Regions from separate parts of the Sus scrofa genome. Here region 2 is linked to region 1. The links are chromatin contacts, called in public Hi-C maps. All regions are on one chromosome and are shown on one strand. The core of a region is the stretch at or near the end of the contact, and the rest is flanking DNA. Distances in the headings are between cores, read along the strand shown.

The links. A called contact is a pair of places that touch in the nucleus more often than the background predicts.
Region 2: a contact with region 1 is called in a Hi-C map of embryonic fibroblasts, with 2.3 times the contacts expected there. The contact joins two enhancer-like sites. A contact is called at or near these places in 2 of 47 Hi-C or Micro-C datasets (embryonic fibroblasts and heart right ventricle).

Annotation. Positions count from the first base shown.
Region 1 is chr7:16,358,735-16,366,615 of Sscrofa11.1, reverse strand. The region is part of intron 11 of CDKAL1 (threonylcarbamoyladenosine tRNA methylthiotransferase); the gene reads right to left. Among named protein-coding and RNA genes, the nearest start is that of CDKAL1, 450 kb to the right of the region's middle. Within about 2 kb of position 4,430, at least 14 of the 83 cell types and tissues checked have an H3K27ac peak or open chromatin away from gene starts, as enhancers often do.
Region 2 is chr7:18,420,031-18,427,911 of Sscrofa11.1, reverse strand. All of the region lies in intron 4 of LOC106504343 (a long non-coding RNA gene), which reads left to right. Among named protein-coding and RNA genes, the nearest start is that of NRSN1, 580 kb to the left of the region's middle. Within about 2 kb of position 2,966, at least 9 of the 83 cell types and tissues checked have an H3K27ac peak or open chromatin away from gene starts, as enhancers often do.

The DNA of each region.
Region 1 (7,881 bases), core at 3,181-5,680:
AAGGGGATATGATTTCTGAAGCTGAATGTGACGTGTCAGTGGGCTATCCGGGTTAATAGGTCTGGTGCTTGGTAAACAGCTGTATGATTCTGAGCCTCTTCTCACCCCCCACTTCCACCCTCAGTTGTATTGAGAAATCCTGAGCCTCTTTAAAGCTGTATATTTTCGTCTACAAATTGAGGATAAAACCTAACCAGCTGAATGCTGGGAAGATCAAATGAGATAAACATTTCTACAGCTTTAAGATACCGTCTGGCACAGAGCCAATCCTTAAATGGTAACTATTATAATTGTTGGAAATGGGAGAAGTGAGTCAGAGTCAGAAAGAAAAGGCCTCTTAGAAAGTTCTTTCAATAGTCTAAACAAGATATTTCATTGACTCATGCCCTAGGCTTACCTTCGTCAGCGACTCCATTCTGCCCGAAGACACTATCATACCAGCTTCCTAGTACCTGGGCCCACCTGCTTCTTTTTTGGATCCCAGACTCCCCCAAAGTTCCTGTGTTTAGTCCATCTGTATTCATCATCTCTGAGTTTATTTATCACCCTAGCAGACCCAGTGACCTCCACCTTGGACTCAAGAACCAAAGCCTTTGGCTGACTCTACTCAGGCTCTTCCCTGATGGATTCTGTTTTTGAGAGTAGGGCTGATACTGAACCTGGCACTGCCAAGCCTCTCACCTCCCTACCCATTAGGATTTGCTTCAGTCAGGCAGAAGAGAGGGAGGAGCAGGTATTCATTTGTAAATTGGGGGAACAATAAAAATAGATGAAAATTAACCTTCATTGTAGTCCTTTTTTTTTTTTTTAATTTCTATAAAATTGTTCCCTGTCCATAACATAAACTGACAAAAGCCAAGCAGATGAATGAGCAACATGCCAGAAAAGTTTGAGATGAAGCTTTCTATCTCTTGATAAATTCCTCTGCAGCTAGGAAGAGGAGCAGGGGTTCACACAATCAGATTACTATTTATTTACTTCAAAGGGAATGATTAGAGTGCTTAAATATTCAAAGAATTCCCTTAAAATTTTAGCTTCCAGGGCCAGAGAAAATAACTACTTGAATTCCTTTTGTTCATCTCTGTTTCACTGCTCACTACCTTCCTTCCAAATAAACAAAAATCTCTGTCTCCAAATGGTAAAAGGCAGAGGGGTGGCCTGAAAATTCTAGAGGAAGAGGAATAATAAGACCTTGCATTTCTTTAAAATTTGCTTAATTTCATAACAAAATTAAACAAGTAAAATCAAGACAAAAAAAAAAAAAAAAAACTACAGCAGACAAGTATGCCTTTAAGAAAATCAAACCAAAAAACATATAGAAAGCATCTAGAAAAGGGCATGCTTAATCAGAAAAAGTGTGTCTATTAATTACATTGACAAAGAATATACTATCTTAGGCCATCTTAACAATCTGGGAAAGAGAAAGGATGGGGTAACAAACTGTACAAGTGACAATTAACCAGAACCAACTTGAAAATGACTGCATTCACATGACACATAAGAATTCAAGTTCTATCAGAGAAGCAGACTTTTAAGCCTGAGGATCTGTCTTTAATTCAGCAACAAAATACATTTTTATTCTATGCTATGTATTGTTCGGATAATACAACATCAGAATTTTTGCTATGCATGAGTTATCAAAAACACAGATGTGAGAAATAGCGCAGATTGAAGGATGTGAAGTTCATCCATCCCTCTATATGGAAAAAAATGTACTCTCGGATTATGTGAGAGTGAGAAAACTGTCCTTGGATTTTTCTGAACTGTGATTTGGCACTGTCTCACCAATGAGAAAGGGGGAAAAGACCTCCCATGTGGCCGGTTATGAGCACATGGATGTTACAAGAAGGGTCACAGATGGAATGTGTGTGTGTGTGTGTGTGTGTGTGTGTCTGTGTGTGTGTGTGTGTGTCTTTTTAAGTGCTGTACCCACGGCACATGGAAGTTTCCAGGCTAGGGGTTGAATCAGAGCTCCATTTGCCGGCCTATACCATAGCCACATCAATGCCAGATCCGAGCTGCATCTGCGACCTACACCACAGCTCACGGCAATGCCGGATTCTTAACATCCTTAACCCACAGAGCAAGGCCAGGGATCAAACCCACATCCTCTCAGAGATTAGTCAGATTTGTTTCCGCTGAGCCACGACGGGAACTCCCACACATGGAATTTTTGCTGTAGTCTCAATGTTAGGAATAGCTATGTCTTGCAGCATACATCTTTTAAATCTTACAAGATTTACTCAAATCTTGGGCAAATCATATAACTGATAATATTTCCCTCTTTGCTTTGGCTTCCAGAAATTTTATGGTCAAATATTCAGTCTAAGTCTATTAAGTGCACGAGACTAGAGGACATGTATTTTTGATAATAACCTGACCACTGGTATCATCTTATCTTTCCTACATTAGTTTTCTCCTTTCTCTTGATTTCTTCAACTGCATTTTTTTTTTTTAAAAATCTTACATTTCACATGTTTCTCTGTAAACAATTCCTGAGTGCAGATTTAAATAAATAAATTCTGTTAACACACGTTAAAATTACAGACTCATGTCACCTATAAAACTTTTCCATATGTCGTCCCAGAAAAAAAAAAACTACTAACATTGATACTTTTTATCAAGTCATCTCTGAAGTTAATCTTCACCTTGTTACAGTAAAGTAGAACCTAGCAGATATACATGCAATATGTATATCTTATTTTGTTGGCTAAAATAGAAGAGTCATGTCTTCATATTTTATCATCTCTATCACATATTCATCTATAAATTAATATAAAAGGAAATGCCACACGAAAATTCATGATACATTCTTCAACGGAGGACAGTTTCCCCTCACTTGAGGTCATTGCATAAACCAAAGGAAAGCAATCGTACCTCTTCTTTTCCATGTGACACCACGTGAGTAACTAACACACCCCACTGAAGTGCATGACACAGTAGAAAAGGATGAAAGAGCCATGATGGATTTGTTCCCATTTTGCCAGAAAAAGTGAAATGGCTATGATCTATGGTAAATAAAAATAAATTACGGCACTCTGTCTACTGCATCTATTCTCATGAAAGTTTGCACTTTGTTCTTAAGTAAATGAAAACGAAATTAGAAAGTAGAATAAAAACCACGGAAATCTGTCACAGACATTCTCCAGAAGACAAAATTCTAGTCATTAGAAAATGGAATCATTTATGATTGAGAAGCTAATCATTTAAATGATGCAGATACCTTCAAAAGTGTAACAGGAAAGAGACAGGGTACAAAGCTTGATAAAGGTATGGAAAGAGAAAATCATACATCTTATGTACTTGAAGAGCTGAAGCTTTCTGGCTTTCCAAAACTAATTTACAGAAAGAACGGGAAAGATGATCCATATCAAAGTGTGGCCCTCAAGGTTTCCTGAGACTAACTGGTGCTAACAGGAGGGTGTGAGCTTATGGCCACCCTGGGTCACCCTCTGGGGTTCAGTTCCTCACAGCACCTCGCCATTATATGATGGTGCCCTTTAGTCAGACCTACTGCAACAAACATACCTATATATGGGCTTTTTGTTTGTTTTTTTTTTTAAATGGCCACACCTGCGTTCCCAGGGAGGCATCTAATTGGAGCTGTATCTGCGACCTATGCCGTAGCTCAAGGCAACACTGGATCCTTAACCCACTGAGTGAGGCCAGGGATGGAACTGGCATCCTCACAGAGACAATGTCAGGTCCTTAACTCACTGAGCCACAAAAGGACCCCCTATATACGGGCTTTAAATCAACTCAGAGTAAATAAGTTTAAACTGGTATCAAAGGAAGAAGAAGTTTCCATTTGTGTGTGTTTCTCAAGTTCAAATTGCTATGATTTACTTTCAAAGGCTCATGGTAGAAAAAAATAGAATGACAAAATAAGACTCATTTATCTTCAAACTTTTTAAAAAAATCACATTAAACAAAGTGCTAATGTTCTGACCGTATTTATCCTCATGCTTTCAACCTGACATCATTCTCTCAACCAGTATTTATCCCGAGTGATCTAATCAAAAGGTAACAAGAATGATTAACGCTGATGCAATGTAATTCCTGCCCTGCCCCGGCCTAAAATATATATCGGACAGATAAGACTCCCTATGAAAATCATGAAATGCAGTAGAGATGTGGCATATGATAAAGTGAATACTAGTGCATTTTTATTAAACATCACCAACAAGAGTGTGATGCACACAATATACTGGCATCTCCCTCAGCCATGAGGCTGGATAACCAGGGATGGGCATGAGTGGTATGAGCAGATCACAAGTCATGGAAAGAGCCTCACAGCTGGGCTGTGGAGGCTGCAGTGAGCAGAAGGAGGGGTAAAACGACCACAAAGGTCATCCTCTCCCTCCTCACACACAAAAGAAGCCTCGTTTACTGGTAATGGTTTTCAGAGCAGTCAGCTGACCCAAACTGGTGTCAGGTCTAAGCATGAGTCAAGCTCTCTTGACAACTTAAATCAACAGACGGGGTGCAGTCCACCCGCCACTTACCCGAGTTCCCGCCACAATCCATTGTTTGGGATTAACTGAAACTGATTATATCTCCCAGGACTCTGGGCAGCAGCCAGGCCATGAGAGTCTGGCAGATAATTGACCCCCTCTGAATACTGCTCAGAATGCATTCCCCGGCTAGACACAAACCTGTGGAACTACTCACGACAATATTTTATGTATTTATTTTGAAACAAATAATGGGATAAGATAATGTTTTATACCACCCAAAGATGAGAGAGCTAATTCTGCTTTAAATGCAACTAAATTCTGTATCTGGGGGGCTGAAAAGGGGGAGGCAGTACTGGGAGTCTGTACTACTCCATGTACTAGCAGCTTTTCTAAAATGGGTGGGTCCATTATAAAAAAGCATACAGCTTCTGCTCAGGGGCAGCAGGTGCTGAAATTTCCTTCTGAACAAAAATATCTTGCATATAGGTTCTGCAGAGTTCCTAACCTATTCTCTGTTATTTCTCCTTGTTTAAGTAAGGAAAGACCCAGCCAAATGCAAATTTTATTTAGGAAAGAAGTTTCCAGGCAATATCAACCAACAACACTTCAACAGGATTGACAACATACAAAATTAACTACCAGTGACAAGGACTCTTAAGTGTTCCAGGAAAGCAAAGGTTTACAATGAAGAGGAAAGAAAGGTTTAGAGACTAGTGCTACTGGGGGTTGAAACAGAGTGCAGAGTGAAGAAAGGAAGAAAGGTCTTGAAAGGGTGATGAGAACTCTGGTCCAAAAAAAAAAGACCCCAATTGACAGAATCGTTCTTGGAGACATTAGTAGACTTTAATTAACATGTAGCTGTTGCATATTCACCCTGTTTTCTCAACCTTTTGGACAACGTCTGCCAACTACACTTTCAACACAGAGGGACATTTTCTAAAAATTTATAGAAGTAAAAACAAAAATATTTTCAATGTATTTTTCTTCTTCTGTACTGATTTTCTGTGTATCTTAGATTGCACTGGTCACGTGCATTGGCTTCTACATAGACTGTATCAACTGTTTTTATTTTTTAGGTATCACTTCATGACTCTTCTGCTGTGGTTGTACTTCTTTTGTTATTTTGTTAGGTATCATTGGATGACTGTTCTGTTGTGCTGCTTTTATTATTATTAGAAAAAGCATCAGCAGTCATTTAATGAGTGAATACCAAGAACTGTCTTAAGTCTATCTTAGTGCACATTATCTTAAGTCTCACAACCTTAAAGAAAAGGACTTATCTTCATTTTACTGATAAGAAAACCAAGGTCAAAGAGGTTAAGTAATTTGGTCAATATTACAAAGACAGTCAGGACTTAAATCTAGTTTATCTGACCCTATGGGTATGCTCCCATATTTTGATCTGACTATTCCTGTACAAAAGTTCTTGCTAAGAATAAAATTATGACAGCACTGCAAGTGAATATCTCTACCAAAGTGGCTAGGTTCACAACATACTTAAGTTTAGCATCTTTTTTCTTTGGCTTTTTTTTTTTTTTTTTAACATCATAATACCCATGAATTTGCTAGAGTCCCTTTCTGTCAAAACAGCCAAAATTAGTTGAAGATGTAGGGCTATCCCCAATACACCCAACTTAACATTTTTTAGTCTGACCTTTTTTTTTTTTTTTTTTTTTCAGGGCTGCACCAACAGCATATAGAAGTTCCCAGGCAAGGGATGAAATAGGAGCTGTAGCCGCTGGCCTACACCACAGCCACAGCAACTCGGGATCCGAACCGTGTCTGCAACCTACACCAAAGCTCATGGCAATGCTGGATCCTTAACCCACTGAGCGAGGCCAGGGAATCGAACCTGCATCCTTAGGGATGCTGGTCAGGTTTGTTAACTGCTGAGCCATGACAGGAACTCCCAGACTCTGATTTCTAAGCTGCCTACTCATTCCACATGTTCATGATCATTTTAACTAAACTGGCAAAACCTACATATCTTGTCCCTTCATGTCTTTTCACTTTTTCTTTTTGGGGAGTAAAGAATGAAAGAAAAAGAGAAAGAATTATTTGTTTCTAATGAGGTTTGCACCATAGCTTCTAAAACTTCTAAACAATATCATTTAGGATATTGGTGTTAATAAAGCATTTTTACTTTGGAGATAAAATATTTGTGGGGTGGAAAATAAAGAAGGAAAGAGAAAAGGGCCCGTGAATAAATAAAATGCTTTTTTAAAAAGGTTAAGTGGTTAAAAAAAAAAAAAAAAAAAAAGCTAGAAGCAACTTTTAAGATTCTTTCCTCAGTGCTAGTTGAGGTAAGTAAATTAAAGGGCCACATTGTTATTTAGCATCTCCTAGTGGCCTACCAGCATATGAGACATTTTGAAGGAAAGGCTTAAATAGGTTACATTTTGAATATTGCTATATGGATGACAGTTCCTATGCACATCCAATTCATTAAGGAAAAAACTTTTAAACATCACCATAAGGCACAGCGCACAAGACAGCAGTTAGTCACGTACAGCACCTGAACCACAGGTTACTGTTACAGCCGAGTGACTTCTAAGGCGTCTGGAAAAGGTATTATTTAAGTTTCATATATCTAATCAGAGCCTAAACCATTAATAGTTATGCCATCAAGCCTCCAGTCTATTTTTAATGAAAAATAAAACCCCTTTAGAAACTCTTAATTCTGTACACAGCACCTGACATAGCAGTAGAAAGAATACAAGGTGGGATCTTAATTAGGAAAAAAATACATTTGGAGTATTTGTAACAAATGGGCACCTGTAGAAATAGTTTCTCTTAAAACTAAGAAAGAAAGAGAAAAGGAATGAACAGCTCAATGAGGAGGCCAAAAGAAACCAATCAGTTAAAAATAGAAACCAAACAACACCTAACAAATGAGGCACAGGACAGATAGCAAAGTAAAAGAGATAAAATAAGGTAGGAAAGGCACAACCTCCCTTTTGCCACTACTAAGAAAACACACCTAGTTTATATATGAATATACCTTCATTTAAATAATCTGGGAGGGAATGGAGAAAAAAACAGTTCTCCCTACCTTCGCAAAGAAAAATATTACCAAAATATTACCGAATAACAAAAAGCAATGACTAGACACAAAATAATAATGTATATGCCTCTATTAATTCAATTTTAGGCCATTAAAAGTTTGCTTGACCTAAGAGTTCATCTTTAGCAAAAGCAGCTAATGTCATAATATTTGCAAAAGGCTAGATAATCCTTCTATTTTATATCTCGAAATAATTTCTATCACTTAGAAGCTTATTTCAATATTTTAAAAACATTTTTGTAAGAACACATTCCATTGAGGTGATATGAAACAGACATAAGCAAAAACTGCAACATACACGTATTTATACTTTGGGGACCAACTTTGGTTTTAGCATTTTGTTATAGGTAATTAGCACCA
Region 2 (7,881 bases), core at 1,717-4,216, 2.1 Mb before region 1:
AGTCCATGATTTTCTTTTCTGAGGAGATATTCATTTGTGCTGGATATTAGATTCCAGTTATAAGTGATATCATATGGTATTTGCCTTTGTCTTTCTGGCTCATTTCACTCAGTATGAGATTCTCTAGGTCCATCCATGTTGCTACCATTTCTATAAATAATATTTAGAACCAGTTAAATCTGCTCTCTGGTCTTTATGCATGTTATCAAATATGGATTCATCTCAATTCCTGGTATCTCTGTGTCCCCTTTCACTAGTCAGCTCCCCTTCCCTCTATTTCTGTCCTGTTTCACAGACAGAGAACACTAACAGAAAAATTTACTGAATTTCCCTCTCAAACACACACATAAAAACTCGAGAATGGTTATATGGACCATTCCATCTAGACTTTTCTATCTAAAAGATGACCTGAGAAGTTGGAGATTCTGCCTGTCTGGGCTATGACGTCAGCATGTCCTCCAGATATCTGATCTCCACCAAGGGCATGGCTGGCAACATGACTTCCTTCTTCAGCACTTCTGGTTCCAGTGTGGGAGAGCAATGTTTTTTGGTTTTTGTTTTAATTCAAGATACTTGGAGCTATAGGTCACTTTTTAAACCCATAAAAACACCCTGCAGTTCTAGGTTACATTGACATAGGTAATGACTTAAAATTCCTCTGAGCTTAGATTTTGCACTTATGATTCTGCAAATTAGCTCTTCAATCCCTGCAGGTTTCTGTCGTTTGAGCTTTTAGAATTGTGTTAAGTTTCTTATATAACCAGGGCACCAAAGTCCTTAGCTTATAAGATCACTAACCACTGTAAGGTGGGGTGGGAGAGGATGCATATGTGTGTTATTAGGGGTTGGGGGGAGTTATAGTCAGTGAAATAAAGAATTGAAGAATGTTTTCTAATGAGTAGAAGAAATGATACTGGTTATCAGCTATAAAGGCACCAGCTAAAACCTGGTTGAATCTGTATCAGAACTAGACACAATTTTGAAAAGGGGTGAGAATTATAAAAGGTTAAGAGGACAGTGTTTGTTCTCTCTCTTTTTTTTTTTAAATGTATATTCTTGTGCATGTGAAGCAAAATTGAATAAAAATATTTAGCCAGGGTTTTATGTATCATGTCTATGTTTTGTGGTTAGGTTTAACTTTTAGGATCCTGTGCAGTGAGTCTTCACCAGTGTCATATATCTGTCAGCAACAAATGCATTGTGAATTGCTTATGGGCATGAGTGACAAACATTATTTTCATTTCATATAATCAGAGGGCTTGAAAGGAAACTAAAGTGCCATCAAAACTGTCTGCCTAGCTGTGTGCAAATGTGCCATCCTTACAGAAAGCTGTGGACATGTGAGTATCTGGACTGTTTTCAAAGGATGTGGACATTTTTCCCTTTAATAAACACCCCCGCTGCTTAACAACAGTTAGGACGTGCCTTCTCATAAAGAACTTGGTTTTAAAATTGGCCAGAGTTTTTCCATTTTGCTAGAAGAAATAGACTACTTTGTATTGTTCAAGCACATACTAATGCTTTTGTAGCAAAGGAATTCATTACATGGTGAATGCACTGGTGTGGGGGATATTTCTTCTGAGCAGTGGTCTCCTCCCTCCCTCTAACCTCTGCAGTTTTAAACGGGATTATCACACAGATACTCTTTTTCTTCCCTTCTGGGTTACAGTGCATCACACTAGATGGCAGTCACACCCCAGTTTGGGAGTCCATTTTCCATCTCCCCTGCCCCCACACACAACCTTTTCTTGTCCAAAATAATATGAAATAAAACATGCAAATAAAATACATTCATTTTGTACAAGGTTCATTCAGAAAAGCTGATATACAATTAGAGCTGGTAAGGAAAAAAAATATGTTAAACGATATTGAAAACTCAGACATTGGGGGAGGGTTTGAGGGGTGGGGGCGGGGATCCTCTGGTTTGCTTCTTTGTTACTGTTTTTCAGATCTAGCTTAATTACAAAAAGGAAATGTGTTGGGCCAAATATCTAAGTTTCTGTGAGAAAGTAAAAGTGTATTTCTGAGAAAAAAGAATTCAGCCAGGCCAGTTGCTTATGTTTTCTCAAATCCTATGCTTCTTCCAGCAGATTGGCTGTGCTTTTATGCAACATTAACCTGGATTTTCTAGACAGAAACCATCAAATGCAAGCTCAGAGCCCTATGTGTATTGCCCATTAACAGTGAGTAGAATGATTGGAAGGAAAACAAAACCAAAGCAAAAGCTCATGAACAATGAGGACCCCCTTTCATTGTGTTTGTGTAAATCTGGGGATCTGCTGAGGATTTGGAGACAGACAAATTCAGTTTCTGGTCAGCTAATCCAGAGCCCCAGAATATTTTACTAAGGGGGAACCAACTGTCTGAGAATAATTACATGAGAAGTGGCTCTGCTCTGATTCCACTAATTCATTTTGCACATAAAATAGTAAAAAGTTAAAATGTTTTTATCAAAACACAATTGTCAAACATTTAACTTGATGTTACGGAAGTGTTATTCTTTCCCTCTCACAGTTCACAGCCCTAGGCTTTATATTGGAATTCATAGGTAACATGCTCTCATTTTAAAGCAAGCAAGTAATAACCTTTTAAAGGTTATTGCACAGAAAAGTGAAGCACCATCATGAGGAACAGTGTGATTTCATGAGCATATATGAAGAATGTTACTCAGCCTGCATGTGAAAATGCTTAATGCATTATTTATAGATGTTGTTTTACCACGGAGATCAAGGTCATGCATGGGACTCCCGGGCAATGGGTCAAGTCTTGAGAGGCCATGCCGATAATCCTGGCTGACAGTTTCTTGGATAGAGTCAGTGAACTTTAAGTACATGCATTTTCCAACTTGGAAGGAACAGTGAAAACTTTTTTTTTTTTTTTAAATTAGCTAGCTACTCATTTATCCAACTTGATCACAACTCATTAATTTTGGTCAGAAACAGTACGTGGGGCTGGGGGTGTTGCTATGTTCACATTCTCTCTCTCTAAATTCTATGAATCATTCTGCTAAGAGAAATAAGCAATTAACTTTGCCCGCTACCCTTTGCCAATGATGTTTCCATATATTCTAGATTCTGACATAAAGCAGACTCAATAATAGTGAGACGTATATGAAAATGCCAGAATACTAGGACATTTACTTTAAAATTTCCAATGGAAAATGATTTCTAAAGGCCTTTCAAAACATATATATATATATATATATATAGCATGTGTGTATATATATGTGTGTGTATATATCTATATTGATATGTGTGTGTATATTATATATATGTATGTGTGTGTATATATATGTGTGTGTGTGTATATATAATGTTAGAGAATTCCATTCCTTTAAGTTGTTACCTATACTGGGCCCTTTTGTTGTATGTGTTTCCCTTGGGTCCTCCTGTATAATACAGAAGATGCAGACCTGCTTGTTCACGTAATCTTGGAACATTATATTGAGGTCCTGACTTCTTCTAGCACTACATAGGCAGTGGCACATGGTGGGGAGATTAGGGGGAGTGGGCTATCCCTGTGCAGGCGATATGGGGGTAACATCGTCTGTAGAGAATTAAAAAAACATAGGAAAGCTTACGAAAAATAGGTCTGTTTATCATCATCCTATACTGGCAATTTTAAACAATGTCAGTAATAAAGCAATCTTCCATGTCAAGCAGATCCCTCCTTCTCCCTGTCACCCCTTGAAGGCTGCTGGAAAAAGGCAAGGTTCTTGGTGCCATCACATGTACTCAAAGGGGCTATATTTTCTGCTTAGACATAGATATAAAACAAAACAAAAGCACAACAGTTCTCTCATTCTACCCTTTAATAATCTTTCTTCATTCTAGTCTTTTCTGTTTCCTTCAATTTTGTTTTTCTTTCTTTCTTTTTTTTTTTTTTTTCAAGGGCTGCACACAGAGCGAATGGAAGTTCCCAGACTAAGGGTTGAATCAGAGCTGCAGCTGCTGGCCTACGCCACAGCCACAGCAATGTGGGATCTGAGCCATGTCTGTGACCTACACCACAGCTCACAGCAATGCTGGAGCCTTTATCCTACTGAGCGGGGCCAAGGATGGAGCCTGTATCCTCACAGATACTAGTTGGGCTTGTTACCTCTGAGACACAAGGGGAACTCCTATTTCCTTCAATTTTGATTTGAAGTGTTCATGTATTATTCTTGTGAAAACAAAGAATTTCGTGGCAATTATGACTTTTCATGAATACTAAACATTTCTAGATTTAGAAAAGTCCAAACTGAGACAATGCAATTATGATTTATTTTGGTCAAATCTTACATTCTCCCTTCTTGTCATTCCTCAGCTGGCATTCTCAGATAGAAACATCATGGTCACTGGTACACATCACAGAATAAGACTGACATTTAACTATAGGAGGAAAGCACATGCATAAATGTTAGGGTTGATGGAGGGGTGGGAATGATATTTTTCCCTAACGTGGTGATTTTTGAGGAAGAAATCTGATTATAGTGAGGCAACTATGTGTTAGGTAGCACTTGAAAGCATAGTCCTTTGGTACATGAAAGATATCACTAATCCCTTTGGCCTTTTTTATCTGTGTTTTTTTTCTTCACTACAAGTCCAATTCATATGTTAGAACTACCAATAGAAGGGTTGTAGAAAACATGGCTGGGGAAAATTCAAGACCGTGTTGTTCTCTCATTAGGATCAATTCATACTGAAGAGTTTCATCCTACTTACAGAAGTTATGTTCTGTGCAGTAAAGAGGGGAGTTTAAACAATTTGAAGTGGCTTGATTTATACTGGAAGATAATCAAATCTAGGCATCCGTGTATATAGCATTTGGTTATAATGTGTTAATGGGTCTACGGAAATTTAAATGTTCTGGAGATTTGGGAATTCTCAAAATGTTAGGGAGTTTCCTCAATCTAATGAAAGTAGAGTGGTCAGGATAAATCTCAAAAAGAAATAGAGAAGGTGATTTGAACAGAGTTTAGGGAGATGAGAAACAAATCATGGGAACACTTGAGAGAAGAAAATTCCTGCCAGAGGAAATCTCCAGAGATGGGTCCCCAAAACGAAATATGTCTAAGTGTTTGAAGGACAAGGAAACTGACATAGAGTGACTGATGCTGGAGTAATAAGCAGTGAGATCAAAGAGAAATTAGGAGAAGGGTGGGTTTGAGCGAGTAGGTTGGAGTATATTATTGTGAGAAATTGTAAGGATGATGGCTTTTATTCTAGGAGAAATTTTCTAGAATTTCTAGAAATTCTAGAAAAGCAACCACTAAAAAATTACTAAAAGTATATGATTCACATCCTTAGACTTAGATCTACAGCAGGGATGATATTTCTTTTCATAAAGAGCAATATGATAAATATTTTAGGCTCATGGGCCATAGGGTATCTATTGCAACTCAACTCTGCTATTGTAACAACAACAAAAAACAGCCATAGGCAATCCATATAAAATGGGAGTAGTTGTGTCCCAGTAAGACTTTGTTTGCAAAAGCAAGCAAGCAGCCCACAGGCTATAGTTTGCTAATCTGTAATCTACAGGGTGGTCTGATTTGTTTGCATTTCTTCTAGGAAAATTAAACTAAGGGGAAATGAAGAAGCTAACATTGATTGACTATTATGTACCAGAATGTGTTCTAAGCATTATACATCATACTGTTACCTGTTCCCATTCCTATTATTAGCGACTTGTCCAAGGGAGTTTTACCGCTCAAGAAAATAACTTCAATACCCTAGTCACTGATTCTGCTTTGCCTGTACACCTCCTCAATTCATTCTGCAAGTGTGGTTTTTAAAAACATGATCATGCCAAATTTTTTTTTTTTCTGCTAATGTTGAACATACGCAATCACTCTGGCGGAGTGAATTGAGGAGGTGAGCAGGCAAGGGAATTAAAGACAAAGCTATTGAAGTGATTTTCATGGCAAATGTTTAAAGAACGAATAACGCTAATTCTTTACACTCTCTTCCAGAAGACAGAGGAGAGGGGGTCAACTTCCAATTCGTGCCATAATGTCCTCATTCCTTGGATATCAAAACCAAACATAGCTAATGTAGGAAAGCTACATAACAATATTCCTCATTAACATAGACACAAAAATTAGCAACAAATTATTAGTAAATTGAATCTAATGATATATAAAAAGAATAATGCACTAATATCAAGTGGAACTTATTCCAAGAACGCAAGGATGTATCCATATTTTAAAAATCATACAAGGTAATCTACAAATTTAGATTCAAAAGAAGCAAAAGCATGTGATAATATCAGTTGATGCAGAAAAATCATTTAACACCCATTTATTTAAATGATCTTTCAATAAATTTGGAATGGAAGAGAACATCCCCAATCCAATAAAATGTGTCCACACAACCCCTACAGCCAGAGTTCCTGTTGTGGCTCAGCGGGTTAAGAACCTGACACTATCTCTCTGAGTATGTGAGTTCAATCCTTGGCCTTGTTTAGTGGGTTAAGGATCCGGTATTGCTGCAAGCTGCAGTATAGGTTACAGATGTGGCTCATGTCCGGTGTTGCTGTGGCCGTGGCTAGGAAGGCAACTGTGGCTCTGATTCAACCCCTAGCCTGGAAACTTCCATATGCTGCAGGTTCAGCTATAAAAAGAAAAGAAAACCCTATATCTAACATTATACTTACTGGTGGAAGACTGAATGCTTTCTTCCTTAGGAAAAAAGTTAAGGGTATCTATTCCCCCCATTCGTATTGATCATATTGCTGGAATCATAGCCGGTACAACAAGGCAATACAGTAAACAAAGTGCCCACAGATCAGAAAGAAAGCGTTTTCTGTCACTATTTGAAGATGACAATCATATCTCTATAGTCTAGCGATGCACAACTGTAACCTGACATTAAAATATTATTCAGAAGAGTTTTCAAGACAGTGAAATACTTATGTATAAATCTATATAGTAGAATCTATATGATGATGAAAAAAATTGAAGACCTAAGTAAATCAAGAAACAGGGATTGGAAAACTCAACATAATACAGATGATAACACTCAAATGATTTATAAAATTGTTAACACAATCCAAATGGGATTTTTTTGAAAACATACATAAGTTAATTCTGAAATGAATATGGAAAGGTAAAGGAAAATAGGATAGTTAAAACAGTCTTGAAAAGGGGGAATAATGTTGAAGAAATCACACAACACTACGTTAAGACATTCTATGGCTAGAGTAAACAAAATTGTGTCACTTGCAGAGGGGTAGACATGTAAACCAATGGAACAGAACAAATTAATACCACTAATCACAGCTGACTTTCAACAAGGAAGGAGTGATGTTCACCCAGTCTTCATGATGACTAAATCTTCATCCTTTAGGTTGATTGTCGTATGAGAGCCTGATATTAAGTTTTTGATTATTCAGGCACTCATTCCAAAAGATATCCATCTTGAATAAACATATTGCCATCTGTATGACACAGCTACTTGTACAACAACCAAATAAGGAACAAGGCAACTGCCTGTAATGAAGATCCTCTTTCAGAAAAACCCTGGGCATCCCATGTAGCTGACTGCTTGAGTGACCCTACCTCAACTCTCCCACACCCCACACCCTCACTCCTTCTCTCATGCTTCCAATTAGCCAATAATGAGTGACCTTAAGAAAGCCCAGACTCTCCACCCTCACACCCGAATTAAGACAGAGTTCAGTTTAGCAATCTCTTGTTCTGCCTATGAGATCTCTGTATGACCCTCGGTTATGCCATGGACTCTCTAGAACCTGTCAGAAATAAAGCTTGTTTCTCAAAGTTCCCTGAAGTATTTTTGCAGAAGGACTTCTTGTGATCATTGCAAGAACCACAGTGCTGGCCCTGGTAGGGGAAATGTCTGTGGAGCTCACTATGAGGAATGTGGGGCCAGACCTTCCCAG